Regions from separate parts of the Sus scrofa genome. Here region 2 is linked to region 1. A link is a contact called in public promoter capture Hi-C data. All regions are on one chromosome and are shown on one strand. The core of a region is the stretch at or near the end of the contact, and the rest is flanking DNA. Distances in the headings are between cores, read along the strand shown. Region 1 holds the start of PTPRF (receptor-type tyrosine-protein phosphatase F). Region 2 holds the start of HYI (putative hydroxypyruvate isomerase).

Evidence for each region. Promoter capture Hi-C pulls out the DNA fragments that hold promoters and counts their contacts.
Region 2: a contact with region 1 is called in a promoter capture Hi-C map of liver, with 8 times the contacts expected there. The contact joins the promoter of HYI here to the promoter of PTPRF in region 1. A contact is called at or near these places in 1 of 5 promoter capture datasets (liver) and 5 of 47 Hi-C or Micro-C datasets (heart right ventricle, liver and skeletal muscle).

Annotation. Positions count from the first base shown.
Region 1 is chr6:167,738,783-167,746,458 of Sscrofa11.1, forward strand. It overlaps PTPRF (receptor-type tyrosine-protein phosphatase F), which reads right to left and starts at 4,968. Exons shown (of 33, transcript XM_021096855.1): 1 at 4,748-4,968.
Region 2 is chr6:167,805,892-167,813,567 of Sscrofa11.1, forward strand. HYI (putative hydroxypyruvate isomerase) reads left to right here and starts at 3,172. Exons shown (of 8, transcript XM_003128063.4): 1 at 3,172-3,437; 2 at 3,514-3,625; 3 at 4,531-4,645; 4 at 4,826-4,904; 5 at 4,994-5,043; 6 at 5,133-5,202; 7 at 5,322-5,456; 8 at 5,548-5,697. The coding sequence starts at 3,239. The coding sequence ends at 5,621. It overlaps SZT2 (protein SZT2), which reads right to left. Exons shown (of 72, transcript XR_002345235.1): 70 at 6,857-7,676; 71 at 6,675-6,743; 72 at 5,698-6,539.

The DNA.
Region 1 (7,676 bases), core at 3,718-6,217:
CTGACAGCGGGTCCAAGAACAAGCTGAAATCCAGAGGAGCCCGGATCCCCCGCCGGAGCAGCCTCCAGGCAGCCCCCGTGGCTGTACCAGAACAGTCCCAGAAACAGCGAAGGCACTTTCGAGGGGCCAAAACCACTGCGCTCAGATCTGGACGTTTCAGACTCAGCCTGGGTACCTCTGGACCTCAGAGACAGACCCTCGCCAGATGCCCAGGGGCCAGGCGAGGTGGGGAGATGAGGAACCCAAAACGCCGAGGCTGCCCCTTCTCAGAACCTCCCTCCATCCGCTCCCAGCGTGGTGGGGTCTCTTCGCTGGGGCTTCATCCTCTCGTCTGCCCGCTGCAGCCCACCCGAAGGTTAAATACACCCGAGCAACACACACGAGCCCAGCCCTGAGGCTGGGGGCTGGGCCCTCCCCAACCTGCTAACCTAAGCTCAGAACTGCAGCGACCTCAGGTGAGCTGAGGCCCAAACCTTAACAAGGTACAGTTTCTAAAGCGCCTCCCGCTGCGACGCGTACAGGGGCGGGCTTGCACCGCCTCTGTTGATGAAGATGCAATAACAACTGCTCAGGCTGAAAGAGCAGAGCTTACCAGATTCAGCCCCTATGCTCAGCACCTTCTGCGTGTGGACTTTCACCCTCTGAACACCCCATGCGGCGTGATTTGGGTAAACCCATTTGACAAAGGGGAAAACTGACTCAGAGACTAAAGCTCAAGGTCACGCGGCTATTAAGTGGAGGTGAACCCAGCAGTTTGAAACCAGAGTCTGCGCTCTGAACCAGAGGCTGTCGTCTCTCTCTCTTTTCAGGGCCGCACCTGTGGCACGTGGAAGCTCGCAGGCGAGGGGTCGAATCAGAGCTGCAGCTGCCAGCCTAGGCCACAGCCACAGCCACAGCCACGCAGGATCCAAGCTGTGTCTGGGACCTACACCACAGCTCGTGGCAATGCCAGATCCCCAACCTACCCGGCGAAGCCAGGGATCGAACACGCATCCTCATGGATGTTGCTTGGGTTCATTACTGCTGAGCCGCAATGGGAACTTCAAGGTCGTCTCTTGAGCAAGGCTCTACACGCTGCTCTGCCACCCTCCACCCTTCCTCTGGCCCAGACTCCTCTCTCAAACTCCAGATCCTCATGCGCAACCCCTCCTAAAAGTCCCCCCACCCGACCCTCAAGTGCTCCACGCATCTCAAAGGCAACCTGTTCAACCGTGAGCTCCCTATCTGTCTCCCTCATTATCCACCTCTAGCTCCCAGCCCCTGGGTCACTGAAGGCCTTACCCAGGCCCTCCCAGGAACCCCTTCCTCTTCCTCACCCTTCATCCAGTAGACGGGCTTGTCCTGATAAGTGTGCCTTCTCAGCGGCTCCGCGCTACCCCACCATCAGCATCGCTCCCCTGATTTGCCTGCCCTCTCCTCCTCCCTGGGGTTCTGTCACATTCACTTCCCAGAGCCACAGAATCCTCTTTCAGGAACGGGAATCTGACCACGGGCGGGCGGGCGCACTCCACACCCCAACCTAAGCTTGAACTCTCTTTTGTGTTCTCAGAGGAAAATCACAGCTACTTAACAGGGCATTTGAGACCTTCTGTGATTTGCTCCAAGGGATAAAGCCTCTGAATGTTCACTCGTTTTTTTTGTTTGTTTGTTTGTTTTCTGCCTCCAGTGCCCTTTCTTCCATTGGAAAACTCCTATTCATCCCTTAAAACCCAGTTCATATAGCTTATTTTCTTGGCCTCCCCTGGGACTTATTTCATCTTGATCTCTGAACGCACCCCTGTCTCATGATGAGCTCCCCCAATCTTCTAACCTCAGCTCAGAATTGCAGCGGCTTTAGGTGAGCTGATGCTGAGTCCAACCTCAGCAGCTCCTGAAGAGCGGGCTGCCTCTTTTACACAGCTGGTAGTTCCACGGGAAGCACGGCAGCCTGGCTGAAAGTGCCTAGCCCAGGGTCTGGCACACGGGCGGCAATCAATAAGAGGTTACTGAATTGCTCTGCATTCCCATGATGCAATCTGTTCCCCCCAGGGACCATGAGCTTCTCAAGGGCAGGGCCCTGGGCTGCAAGCCTGGTCCAAGCACATAGCCGTGTCAGTCACATGGCAAGCACTGGCCACTGCTGCTGATACAGTGCCACATAGTTCCCTGAGCTTCTCACAAGAGCCTTGGGACCTGCTATGGTGGGATCTCTTTTCCCATTTTACAGGGGGTGAAACTGAGGCTCAAGGAGGAAGGGACCTCCTCAAGGTCCCACACTGGAAGGTGGAGTGGCTGCAGTGTGTGTTACAGCCTCTGGAGATCTGGGTGTCACCTCCCCCTGACCGAGGGCCCTCGGTACTGGACTCCCCATCAAGGGTGACGGAGGTAGCACAGACACCCAAGGCCAGCATTTTGCTGTCAAGAAAGTAGCCCGTCTATCCTTACTGCAATCCCCCACACCCAAGCGCTTCGCCAGCACCCAAATCCAGCGTCCTCTCTTAGAAGCCCTGGACGCCACACCTCCCCTCCCCTCACCCTGTGCCCAAGGCTGACTACAAGAGAGGTCGGGAGCTGCAGGGGGAAGGAAGACAGGAGGGAGGAAGGCATAATAAGAACAATTTCCTGTTAGAGGAAGAAGAGAGGGAAGAGAAAGAGCCGGTGGAAAACAGAACTACAGAGACATTTCAAATGATAAGGGGAAACCGAGCAAGCAAAACCACGCGAGCGAGTGTGTGCATGAGGAGGCACCTGACCGAGTGTGCACACACCCCTCCCCGCACTGTGCACAGGGGTGCTGAGAGAGCACAAGCAAGCACACAGGCCCGGTGCAAGGTGTGCAAGCACAGCAGATTTCGGAGCTCTGGCTGCCATGCAGGCCCCAGTGTGCGAGGGCATTCGGGAGACAAGTGGATGCCGGGTGGGGAAGGGGTGGGAGGGCCAGCCGGGAGGAGAAATGAGGGGGTGGGAGTGTGTGGCCCGCCTGTGGATGTGGGGGCTGTGCTTAGGGAGTTCCACTTGCTCCTCCTTGCAGCCCCAGGCTCCTTCCTGTAATCAGGGAAAAACAGGGATTTTCTTGCTCCCTTGAAGCGAGAGTTAAGAAGGAGCCAAGCACAGAATTTCCGGAGATTTCCTTCAAGACCCTCCTCCGGATCCCACCGGATCCCTGATCCCTCGGCAGAGTCCCTTCCTTTCCAGTGGATCCTTCACCACTGAGGGTGGTCCCCCGGGCAGCACCAGCTCTGGATCCTTTTCCAGGCTTCAAACCCAAGGCGCTTCCCTGGATTCTCTGGCCAGATCCCGCACGGGGTCCCTCTGGATCCCTGCCCCTGTCTGTCTGTTCAGGAGCCAAAGCAGAGCCTTCAACACAACACCCCGCGGTCCCGTTTCCCAGGCCAGCCTCGCGGCCCCCAGGGGGAATCCAGAGGGCCCCCCCCCGCGCCCCCCGTCGGTGGCCCCCTTCCATTTCTCAGCTTAGACAGGTGCCGGGCTGCCACCCCCTAACCTGCTCCAACTCGGGGCCTTGCACTGGGGAGGGGGTGCTGAAAAGGGGAGGAAAGCTCGCCCCTCCCCCACCCTGGGGTGGCAGAACCAGAGGGGCAGCATTCCAGAGAGCCCGGGGGGAGGAGGCCGCGGAGAGGCGGCGGAGACTCCAGCCCGCAGGAGACAGAGACACCAAGAGACCCGTGAGAGACACGACAGAGACCCAGGAAGCGAGACGCCCGGATGGGGGAGGGAGCACAGGGAGACCTGGGAAGAGAGAACAGAGACCCGGGGAAAGAACACAGAGACCCGGGGAAAGAACACAGAGACCCGCGGAGGGCGGTGCAGACCGCTGAGACCCCGGCTTCAGGCGGAGGGGGCGGCTGGGAGGCTGTGACACCGGGAGACAGAGATACAGAGATGCTGAAGGGCACAGAGAGGGGGCGAGACCGAGGGGAACGGAGAAAGACGCCCAGACGGGCGCATGGGCACAGCGATGAGGACTGGGGCACGCCAGCTCGGGACGGGACGCGGGGCGGCGACTGAGTGAACTTTCCCGAGCGGGTCCGAGTGGACAAGTCCTCACGGGACAGGTCGCTCCAGGGCCTTGGGGTCGTTGCACCCGGGTAGGGGCAGGTACGGCCCGGCCCGGCCCCTCCCAGCTCGCGCCGGCGACCGAGCGGGGACGAGGGGGGCTTCCAAACTCGCGCCGCGCACACCCCGGGACCACACGTGCGCCCGGGCCGCGAGCGAGACGGGGGCGCGGCGGCTGCGGATCCCCCGCCGGCTGGGAGGGGGCGCCTGTGCGGCGGGGGTGGGGGCGCGGCCTGGACCCGCCCGGAGCTGGGGTGGCGGTGGGAGGTTGAGGGCCGCCCCCGGAGCGCGTCCGCGCCGGCGGAGGGGGGAGACGAGGCGGGACCGAGGAGGGGGAGCACCGACGCAAAAGGGAAACTTTGCGTTGGGGGGGCGCGGGCTGCGGCTCAGGTGCGGCGGGAGGGAGGGGGAGAGGGGGAGGAAGGGGCAGGCGGCGGGGGGCGGCGGGGAGCTCGCCAGCCGGTAGCGGGGTGGGGGACACGTCTGCCGCGGGGGGCACGCGGGGAGGAGCCGCCGGGCTGGGGCGGGGGGTGCTCAGCCGAGGCGGCGGGCGCGGCAGGTGGGGGCGCGGCCCGGCCTCAGCGGCGCCCCCAGTCCCCCGGGACCGCCCCCAGCTCGGATCCGCCGAGGGTGAGGAGAGAGGGGAAGGGACAGATGCGGAGGGGGCCGGAGGGGGGGCCCGGGGGTCACTCACCGCCTATCCAGGGGCCGTCGGTCCGCATGTCCCCCCCAAGCCGCTGGGGCCGCTGCTCCCGCTCCTCTTCTGTCGCCGCCGCCGCTACCGGATCCCACTCCCGCCACCGCCACCCGAGCTGGAGCCGGAGCCCGAGCAGGAGCCGGAGCTGGAGCCGCCGCCTCTGCCGCTGCCGCCGCCGCCGCCGCCGCCACCGCTCCCGACGCTCCCGCGCCAGCTCCAGCCGCGCGCCCGCGCCCGCGCCCCTGCCCCTGCCGTGCGCGTCCCCGGCGCCGCCCCTCCCCTCGTGCACTCTCGCTCGTAGAGCCGCGGAGCCGCGTAGGCCCGAAGAGGCCGCAACTCAACCCGGCGTATAAACCCACCCGGCCTCCAGTATTGAACCGGAACCCCAGTAATGAGCAGGGACGGACCCAAACGCCCGCATGAAGTCCAGATCCTATTAGTGGCTCCCGATCCAAATAGGAACCTGACACTACTCTAGGACCCGACTTCCTCCCATTCAGATCTGAACATGATATTGAGTCCAGACGCCCCCCCCCGCAACAGTAAGTTCAAACCCCCTAAATCTGACCCGAAATGGGCTCAAGTAGTCATTTTAATCTGAACCCCTATATTGACCTCAAACACCAACTCTGACTCTAAACCCCTGTATCACCCCAGCACCAACCCTGGTTCTTCAAATGGACACTGGTACCAATGCTGAACCCCGATCCCTGTATGAACCCTAAACTCCAATGGCTCCCTTGCTGTGGACCCCAACACTCTTATCTGAACCCAAAGGCTTACCTGAAACTAATACTGCACTCTCAACCCCAGGTCAACACCAGCACACTTTCTGAACTGGGATTAGGTCACCAGAAAAGGACCCTAGGGAGTTCCCAACGTGGCTCAGTGGTGAACGAATCCGACTAGGAACCATGAGGTTGCGGGTTCGATCCCTGCCCTTGCTCAGTGGGTTAAGGATCCGGCGTTGCCGTCAGCTGTGGTGTAGGTTGCAGACGCGGCTCAGATCCCACATTGCTGTGGCTCTGGCGTAGGCTGGCAGCTGCAGCTCCGATTAGACCCCTAGCCTGGGAGCCTCCATATGCCAAGGGAGCGGCCGTAAAAAAGGCCAAAAAAAAAGAAAAGAAAAGAAAAGGACCCTAATACAAATACTGACCTCAAACTTTATCCATTTGGGGGACCATTTAAAACCCTAACTTGACCCACCTTTAAAGGTCATTTTGGGGAGTTCTCATTGTGGCTCAGAGGGTTAAGAACCGGACTAGTATCCATGGGGATATGGGTTCGATCCCTGCCCTTGCTCAGTGGGTTAAGGATCCAGCGCTGCCACTAGGTGCGGTGTAGTTCCCAGACCTGGCTCCGATCTGGCGTTGCTATTGCTGTGGTTGTGGTATAGGCCGGCAGCTGAAGCTCCCATTCGATCCCTAGTCTGGAAACTTCCATATACCGCAGGTGTGGCCCTAAACACACACACACACACAGAATAAATAAAGGTAATTTTGGAACCCAGGACTTGTGACACTGGCTTTGCAGAAACTGCACACAAGTCCACTTCATCCCCATACTGACTCTCCACCTCTCTGACCTGATGTCAACCCCAGCACCCCAATATTTACACCAATTCCAACTGTGAAATCTGAATCGCATCCTGAACTGGCCCCTGAGTTCAGGACTTGATCATGTCCCACAAGCCTGATATAAATGTCGGGATGGAATTTCTGACCCCTCGTATCAAACTCAAGGGCTGACCCTATCAATGTCTGGGCTAAATCACTGACTTACCTGAAGATTTATTCCAAAGAACGTGGCGAGCTCCAAACCAAGGTCTGGGCTCCAAAGCCCCAGACCTACCCTCCCAGTCCATGCCACATCAACCCTCTCCTGCCTGCTCTTTTCATGAAAGATGGGGAGCCTACCCCTACTGCCCTAGGTCAGGTGACAGGGGTTCTCTCATCTTCTATGGGGTCTCTGGGATACCCAGGTGAGTCTGGGGATTAGGTGAGAGATAAACAAAGACTGGGGATTATCGAGGCACCTGAATTCAGGCATCACAGTGTAATGGGAAGGGCAGGGGTAGAAGAGGGGTCTAGGGCTCTGGGTTGAGGGGGTCAAGTTCTGGTTAGGCCCCAGTTCACTGCCCGCTTTTGCCTTGGACTTGGATTTAGAAGTGATCCGTGTGCGCCCCCTGGTGTGTGAGAAGGGGATGGGAATGGCTCCAGTGATTCTGGGCAAACAATTAAATCTAGATTCCTGATGACAAATGGATCAAAAATGCATATTCCCCAGTCAGTGGCTTTTTTTAGTCCATTGGTAATTTGGGTGTACTTTGGAGAAGGTATAGCCTCTTTAGACATTTGGGCCTGTTTTTGAGAATTGGGGGTAGGTTTAGATTTGGGGTGGGGGCGGTCCTTCTAAATTGAAAAACGTATACTTTTTGGCCAATGATGCCTGCTCATTGTTGCCTTATGGAGACAGTTCTTCCCCTTGGCTTCGATGGCCTGCATGCTCCTCACTGACTGCTGTTTCTCAGTCTCGCTTATAGCATCTCCTGCTTCTCCTGGGGTCTGTCCCAGGCCTTCTCTCCCCCTCTCTGCCTCGTGCCCCCTGACCACCTCCACCAGCAAGAACCAAATACGGATGACTTCCAAACACCTGTCTCTGGTCTGGGCCTCTTCTGAGCTGAGGCTCCATATCTCTAAGAGCTTTTCTCTAGACCACGGACTGGATACGCCACAGGTGAACCGAAATCACTCTCGCCCGCCCCAGATCTGCTGGCCTCCAGATGGGCTGTCTCTGCCTCAGGCCGTGTCACCTCATTCACTCAGTCACTGGGCCAGAAACAGGGCACCTTCCTTCCCGCACACTCATCAGTGCAACCTGCAAACCTTGAAAAACAGAAGGAGACTAGGAATCACCCCAGAGGGAG
Region 2 (7,676 bases), core at 1,922-4,421, 65 kb after region 1:
AGCCTGGGAACTTCCATATGGCACACGTGGGGCCCTAAAAAGACAAAAAAAAAAAAAAAAGGTAATGTCAAATTATTTTCTAAAGTGGTTGTAGTGATTTACACTCCTATAAGCAGTGAATAAACGGTCCATTGTTCCAAATCCCTTCCAATATTTGGCATTGTCTGACTTTGAAGTTTTTGCCAATCTGGAAGGTATAAAATGAAATTTCATTGAGGTTTTGATTTGCATTTCACATGAGCCGTAACCTTTTTTACGAAGTTGGCAAGTGCAATCCAGTTCCTGCATGAGGCTCTGCCTCTACATGCACGTTTCAGCCACATCATCCACACACTCATTTAAAAGTCATTGTTACTTTAACCGATCATCATATATCTGTAACACATTTTTTTTTTTAGGGCCTCACCTGCGGCTTATGGAAGTTCCCTGGCTAGGGGTCGAATAGGAACTGCAGCTGCTGGACTACGCCACAGCCACAGCAACGCTGAATCCAAGCCACATCCACAACCTAGGCCGAAGCTTGTGGTAACACTGGATCCCTAACTGCTAAGTGAGGCCAGGGATTGAACCCACATCTTCATGGAGATTAGTCAGGTTCTTGACCGGCTGAGCCGCAACAGGAACTCCTCTGTACAAATTCTTTGATTAAAAGTTAAGTACAAAGCTAGTTTCTGCCGTGGCACAACAGGCTGAGGATCTGGCGTTGCTGCAGCTGTGGCTTGGATTTGATCCCTGGCCCTGGAACTTCCATGCTGCGGGTGTGGCCAAAAAAGAAAAAAAAATTTAATGCAAAGAATCAATATTTGTAATAACAACTTAGTGTAATGCTTATGTTGCAAAGTGGGATAAGGTATAGATAAATGGTGAATACACAAAATAATTCTCATGGGCATGGCCCTTCTCATGTGCACGTGTGAGGGTGGTTGCAAGGGAATTAAGGGGGAAAGTGAGTCGTGTACATCCAGTTGCTATATCAACTCTGCTGCCCTAAAGGGTATACAAGCAAAACAAGAGTGGGTCATTGGAGGCTGGGCAAATTTCGTGCCTACTACAGACCCCAGCAGATGGTGGGCTCCGAAATCCGCATGCTCAGCGATTTATCGTGAAGCGTCAATAAGGAGTTACCTGCCTTCCATGCTGCTCTGCTTTGGCAGCACTGGATTGTAAACATGCTGACGTTGGGACTGATTAAGATGGTACTTAGTGAGGTCACATCCTGATTGGACTGGAACCAAGGAGCACGTCAGCGTTCCAAGCATAAGGGGCAAGAAATCAGGTGATCAGTCATAGCTGGTGGCAGCCTGTGTTTGGAGGCGGAGCCGGAGAAACCGTACCTGCCGGGCACTTGGATGAACTCGGAGATCTGGACGCCAGATGTCGGGGTGGGCCTGATTTGGGACGCAGGCAAGGAGTGGCAGGAAGACAGTGGAGGCCAGGTGCCCCTGAGGCTGCACTTCGAGCTGCCTTCCGTCAAAGCAAGCACAGGAAGCAGGTCCAGCTGACTTCTATGCATGGATTGTCTCAGTGTAAACTTACTTTTTTTTTTTTTTTTGTCTTTTTGTCTTTTCTAGGGCCACATCGAGGCATATGGATGTTCCCAGGCTAAGCGTCTAATGGGAGCTGTAGCCGCCAGCCTGCACCACAGCCACAGCAACGTGGGATCCAAGTTGTGTCTGTGATCTACACCACAGCTCACGGCAACGCTGGATCCTTAACCCACTGAATGAGGCCAGGGATTGAACTCGCAACCTCATGGTTCCTAGCTGGATTCACTAACCACTGCACTGGGCCATGACGGGAACTCCTCAACTTACATTTTTGAGATGCCATCTAGCACAGTCGGCAAGAATTTAAGCATGCTCCTATTTTTTCACCATGTAACACCAATCTGGCATCTGCCCATTCAGTTGGGTTATTGGGGCTGAAATAAATCCATTTGAATGATCTCAAGAAACATTAAGAGGTTACAGACACGTGAACCATGGAAAGTCTAAACACTCCAGCCTTGAGAAGTGCAGGTCTGGGAGCAGCCATGAATTTGGCCAATCCTGGGAACGCTACAACAGTGGTGTCTCAACATGTGATTTCTACAGATAGTACTCCGTTCCCTGGTCTCTGCTCCAGCTTTTCTTTACCACCTGGCTCCTGCTTTTTCAGCTTCAACAGCCACCACCATCTCCTGGCAAACCCACATCTCAACTGACTCTCAGTCTTTCCTTGTTTGAATTCTCTAAACAGGGAATCTGGCCAGATGATCTTTCCAAACTAGGAAGGTAATGGATCTTGGGCCAGTCTATGGATTGGCTACCTTTGACTCAGATGTCCCTCTGTGGTCCAATCAGCTGGGACTAAGAGGGCCCAGCCTGTCCAGAGCCGCTCAGTGCAGAGTCCAGGGGTGGGGGCAGTTTTCCTATTAAAGGACTTTGGACCGGCCAAGTCCTCTGGACATCCCTACAAAAAGAACCTAGGGAGGTGACTCAGAGGTGGGCCAGGGGGCGCATTCAAGTGCTTTTCTAGCCCCCACACAGGTAGAAAACCCGCATGTCCAACGAGAGGGCAGTATGATAGATTCTGGGCTGAGTAGGAGTAGAACAGTGAGCAGCTAATCCAAGGTTTTCAAAGGAAAATGCTCACAAAATAATGAGAACGCAGGCCATAAACCGCATATACAGTACAATCAGGATTTCCTAAGAAAAGACCGCCCGTGTTCAGTTTTTGACTTGTAAGGGAAAGTTGACGGGTGTGTTAGACGTCCCTTTTTCGGACACACGGCTTTCAGTCGTTCCGTAGGGAAAAGACACTCTGCTTATAATAAGGGGAAAGCACTAAGCGTGCGTTAGCATCCACGCTCCTTCACGTTAACCCGGCCTCGGGGCGGCCGACTCGCCCACGCCCCCTTCCCCGCCGCCCTCTCCGGTCTGGAAAAGGTGCACTTTTTTGGCCTGTCCACAGTTTTCGCCACGACAGACGGCTTTTCTCCCCCGGGACGGCCGGCAGCCAGCTCGCGGCGGCTTGCGGGGCCAGCGCGCCCCCGCTCGGCCGGGCCGGGCTCCTCCGCGGCCGCCCCCGCCCCGCCCCTCCGCGACCGCCCCGCCCCACCCCCTCCGTGGCCTCCCGCGCCCCGCCCCGCCCCCTCCGCGGCCGCCCGCGCCCCGCCCTCCGCCCCCTCCCCGGCCCCGCCCGCTATCGCGTTCCGGCCTCACGGACTCTGCCCCGGGCGCGCGCGCTCCCGGCGGCCATGGCTCCGCTGCGCTTCTCGGCTAACGTGTCCTGGCTGTTCCCGGAGCTCGCCAGCCTCTCGGCGCGGCTCCGGGCCGCGGGCAGCTCGGGCTTTCAGGCAGCCGAGATCGGCTGGCCTTACGCGGAGCCACCCGAGGCACTGGCGCGCGCGGCGCGGGAAGCAGGGCTGCAGCTGGTGCTGATCAACACGCCCCCGGGTGCGCCGTGCGGGCCGGGCCGGGGCGGGGCGGGCTGGGGCCCCGAGCCGGGAGCTGAGGCCCGTTCTCCCCGCAGGAGACCGCGAGAAGGGGGAAATGGGGCTGGGGGCCGTTCCCGGGAGGCAGGCGGCCTTTCGAGAGGGGCTGGAGCAGGCCGTGCTGTACGCCAAGGCGCTGGGCTGTCCCAGGTATCCTCCCCTCCCCACCGCCCGCCCCTTCCCCTCGGTGACCCCGGGAAGAGGCTCACGGGCCCGAGCGCACTGGCCCTTCCCCGCCCCCTCAGTCCCAGTCTCGTAAAGTGCCTTTGGCATTTTATCTGTGGCGTCGCTCTCCGTTTACAACTCATTCTTGGCCATCTCTTGCTGGGAGTTCAGTCTGGCCGGGGAGATGCATTTGAGGACGGGTCAGTTCTAGGGGGCTCTGGGAGCCGAGACAGCTGCTTACAGTAGTGAGGCGGCACTGGGTCTCAGAGTGGACACTTGCTCATGGAAGGCGCATTCCAAAGAGGGGCTTGGTGTGTTCAGAGTTGATGAGGCGGATGTGGCCTGTCTGCGTTGAGGTGGCTGAGAAAGATCAGGCAGTGAAGGGAGGAGAGGTGGGGGCTCTAAGTGGGGCTGATCAGATAAATGTCAAACCCTGCAGCCTGCAAGCAGGCTGAGGAGGAACCGACAACGTGGGGTTACTGGGGGGTGGGTTCAGAAAACAGATGGGAAGAAGCTAAGAAACACTGTAAGGAGGAGAGACAATCTGTGGAATTGCTGGAAGGATAAGGGTTCAAGGTAATTTTCAGGTGAGACGAGCCTGTTCACGGGCTTGAGGGAAGGACCACGTCAAAGGAGAGGCTGCCCTTACAGGAGGGGCCAGGTGAGGGCCTGAGGCCCCAGGAGGGAGGATGGGTTGAGTCCCAGTCTCTAGGAAAAGGCTTGGCCTTTGGCGGACAGTGGAGCTGCTGGGGGGCCTGAGCATCACGGCCAAGTGGTCCTGACTCGAGACCTGGGGAGGTGGGAGGCCGGCACGGTTGGAGGGCAGCTGGAAGAGGTGCACTCAGGGAGCCTGGACCCCACAGCCCCCTCCAGTCCCGCTTCCCCCACAGGATTCATCTGATGGCTGGCCGGGTGCCCCAGGGGGCCGATCGAGCAGCAGTCAGGGGTGAAATGGAGACAGTTTTTCTGGAGAACTTGAGGCACGCAGCTGGGGTTCTGGCTCAGGTGAGACAGGGAAAAGTGAAGACACATCCAGACACACGTACGTCATGGATGTCTGTGTGTGGTGGGGGTGCTGTCAGGCACAAGGCTGGGCAGTGGCCCAGGTCAGGGGGACCTGACCGGTGATTGATGGAGGGGGACGGACCTGGGGAGAGCTTCCTCACGGACCCCGCGTGGCGCTAGGAGAACCTCGTGGGACTGCTGGAGCCCATCAACACCCGCGTCACGGACCCCCGGTACTTCCTGGATACGCCCCAGCAGGGTAGGACCCCCCCAGCCCGTGCCCTCTGCTGTCCCTCTGCTTCTGGTGCTGCCCTTGGTCTCACGGTCCCCGCCCCGGTCTGTCCCCAGCGGCAGCCATCTTACAGAAGGCTGGGAGCCCCAACCTCCAGTTACAGATGGTAAGTGGGGGAGCGGGAGCACTTCTCGGGCCCCTGGGGGGGGGATGGCGCGGCCCGCAGGGGCTGTGACGGTGATGTCGCTGCCCCAGGACATGTTCCACTGGCAGATCATGGATGGGAACCTGACTGGGAACATCCGGGAGTTCCTGCCCATTGTTGGTGAGGCCCCTTCCTAGTCCGCCCTGCTTCCTCTGTCTGCCCCCCCCCCCCGCCCCAATATCAGTGCCTCAGGCCTCAGCAGGAGCCGGAGCCTCACATCTGCCCACCTCTGTCCCCAGGGCACGTGCAGGTGGCCCAGGTCCCCGGCCGGGGGGAGCCCAGCAGCCCCGGAGAGCTGAATTTCCCTTATCTGTTCCAGCTGCTGGAAGAGGAAGGCTACAAAGGCTTTGTGGGCTGCGAGTACCAGCCTCAAGGTGACGGTGGGCAGAGGTCCCGGCAGGTCCTGGGGAAGGGGCTGTTCTCCTTGTGGGTTGTGGCTTGATGCCCGCCGCCCTCTCCCCTCAGGAGACACGGTAGAGGGCTTGAGTTGGCTGCGTTCGTACTGGGATAAGCGGGGCCACCCACGGGCTGGCCACTGAGGTCCCGCATTCCACCCACGCCTCCGGGACACTGATGGTGCATCCTGAGTCGGAATTAAAGACACCCTGCGGAGCATTTCCGTGTGTGTGTGTGTGTGTATGTTACTGGAGGGGGGGACAGGGACACACAGTGTCTCACTTTGCAGTTTCTTGGGGTCGCTTCCCTCCTGCAAAGAAGGGACGTGCAGCTCAGATTCAAGTCCTCCCATCTGCGCCAGGGTTGCTCTGGAGATGGGCGAGCTTCTGAGTCCGCCTCCTCATGTATGGATGACAAACCAAGGGTCGAGAGCAAAGGGCCACAGGTGCTTCGATGGCAGAGCTGGGATTGGAACCAGGGTGTCTTAGCTCAATGGCCACGTCCGGCAGTGAAGTCCCAGTGGGAAGTGAAGACCAGCGGACTCACTATGGGGGTGGCTGACAGCCATCCAAGACTTGGAGGCAGGATCCATGGAAGAGGAGCTCTAAAGGGCCTACGTGCCACCTGATGCGAAGAATTCCCAGACTCCCCCAGGAGAGCAGGAAGGAGGCGGCTCCTGGAAGGGCCCAGAGCCGGAAGAGACACGGGCACCTCAGGCAGAGCACTGGACCCTTTGGCGCCCTGGCTGGTCAGTGGCTGCACGTGTTTAGGCAGGGTGGCTCTTGCTACCAGCCTCCCAAGTCAGAGTCATAAAACCTTGGGCGTTCCTCAGGGTCTGCTCTTGCCCTGGTGCCCAGAAGGGCGGGTCAGTCCTGCTTCAGGTGGGCAATTACAGAGGACGCTCGGTGATCCATCCCTCAGAGGAGGCGGGTCCAGAGGGTGAAGCAGGCTGTGTTGATGACCGACTCCAGGTGGTGGTAGGTGGAGACCAGCTGGGCGGGGGGGCTCTCGCTGTCCTGCGGCTGTACTGGGAAGGGCTCTCGGAAAACTACCGTCAGAGACTGTGGGGAACACGGGGGCGCCGGGGGAGGGGGGTGATGGTGAGAGGAGGGCAAGCTGGGCCCAGGAAGCAGGCTCCTCCAGCCCAGCAGGCTGGGGTGGAGCACGTGGGGTACAGCCCTCACCCCCATTCTTACCGTCTTTCCCAAGTGGGAATCCAGAAACACTAACACGAAACAGTCTGTGAACTTCTGATTGAGCACAACCTGCAGCAAAAGACAAGGTGAGAGGGGGAGCGAGGCACTGACTGTCCCCGAGGGCCGCCTGGACGCGGGACCCGTCCAAGGGAGGCCCGCTCCCACCACCCCACTGGCCCCACCTGCGCTGCCCGGTCATCCAGACGGCTTCTCCACATCCCACCTCGGTCGTCATCCTCACTGGCTCCCATCAGCCTGTCCAGCCTCGTCAGAGTGGCGCAGTGCAGCCCACCAACGAAGGGGAGTTCTCTGCCCTTGACTCCTCCTTGCCCCTGGGTTTCGTATCCTTGGCCCCCCTTGGGACCCTCCCCTGATGTCTGTCCCTGGCGCTCAGCACTGCCATCTCCCCGGGCTGTTTCCTCTACGCCTGGGCCTTTAGTGACCACCTGTTCATAAAGACGCTCCTCCGTTTCTCTCCTGAGCTCCAGACGCCGCTGCCCGTACACCTCCTAGACCCCAGGTTCATGACCCGTCCCCCAAACCCACTCCTGCTTCAGTGTCCCCACCCCCCACAGAAGGACGCCCGACGTGCTGTCTGCGCTCTGTGGCCTGTGCCCGCTGGCCTTGGCTTCCCTGGGCGATGTCTCCTAACACCCTGAAACCGGTCCTCCCCACAAGTGCTCTGTCGCAGGACCCCCACCACGGACCGAGTGCTTTCACTCTGCGCTTGATCGTCTCGCTGGGCGCGTCCTTTAGCCTCTCCCTCCCCAGGCCGTGCCCACTGCACGGCTCTCTTCTCTACCTGCCCTGCCCTGCCCTGCCCAGCAGCGCTTTCAACCTCGGGTGTGCGGATCCGGCTGAAAGGCAGGTTCTGAGCCACAGGTCTCGAGGGGGCCCAGAGAGCTGCACTTTGGCCAGCCCCCGGGTGGTGCTGAGGCTGCTGGTGTAAGGACCACACTTTGGGTGAGAAGGCGTTAAAGCCCAAGATGTCCCTGCTGGGGC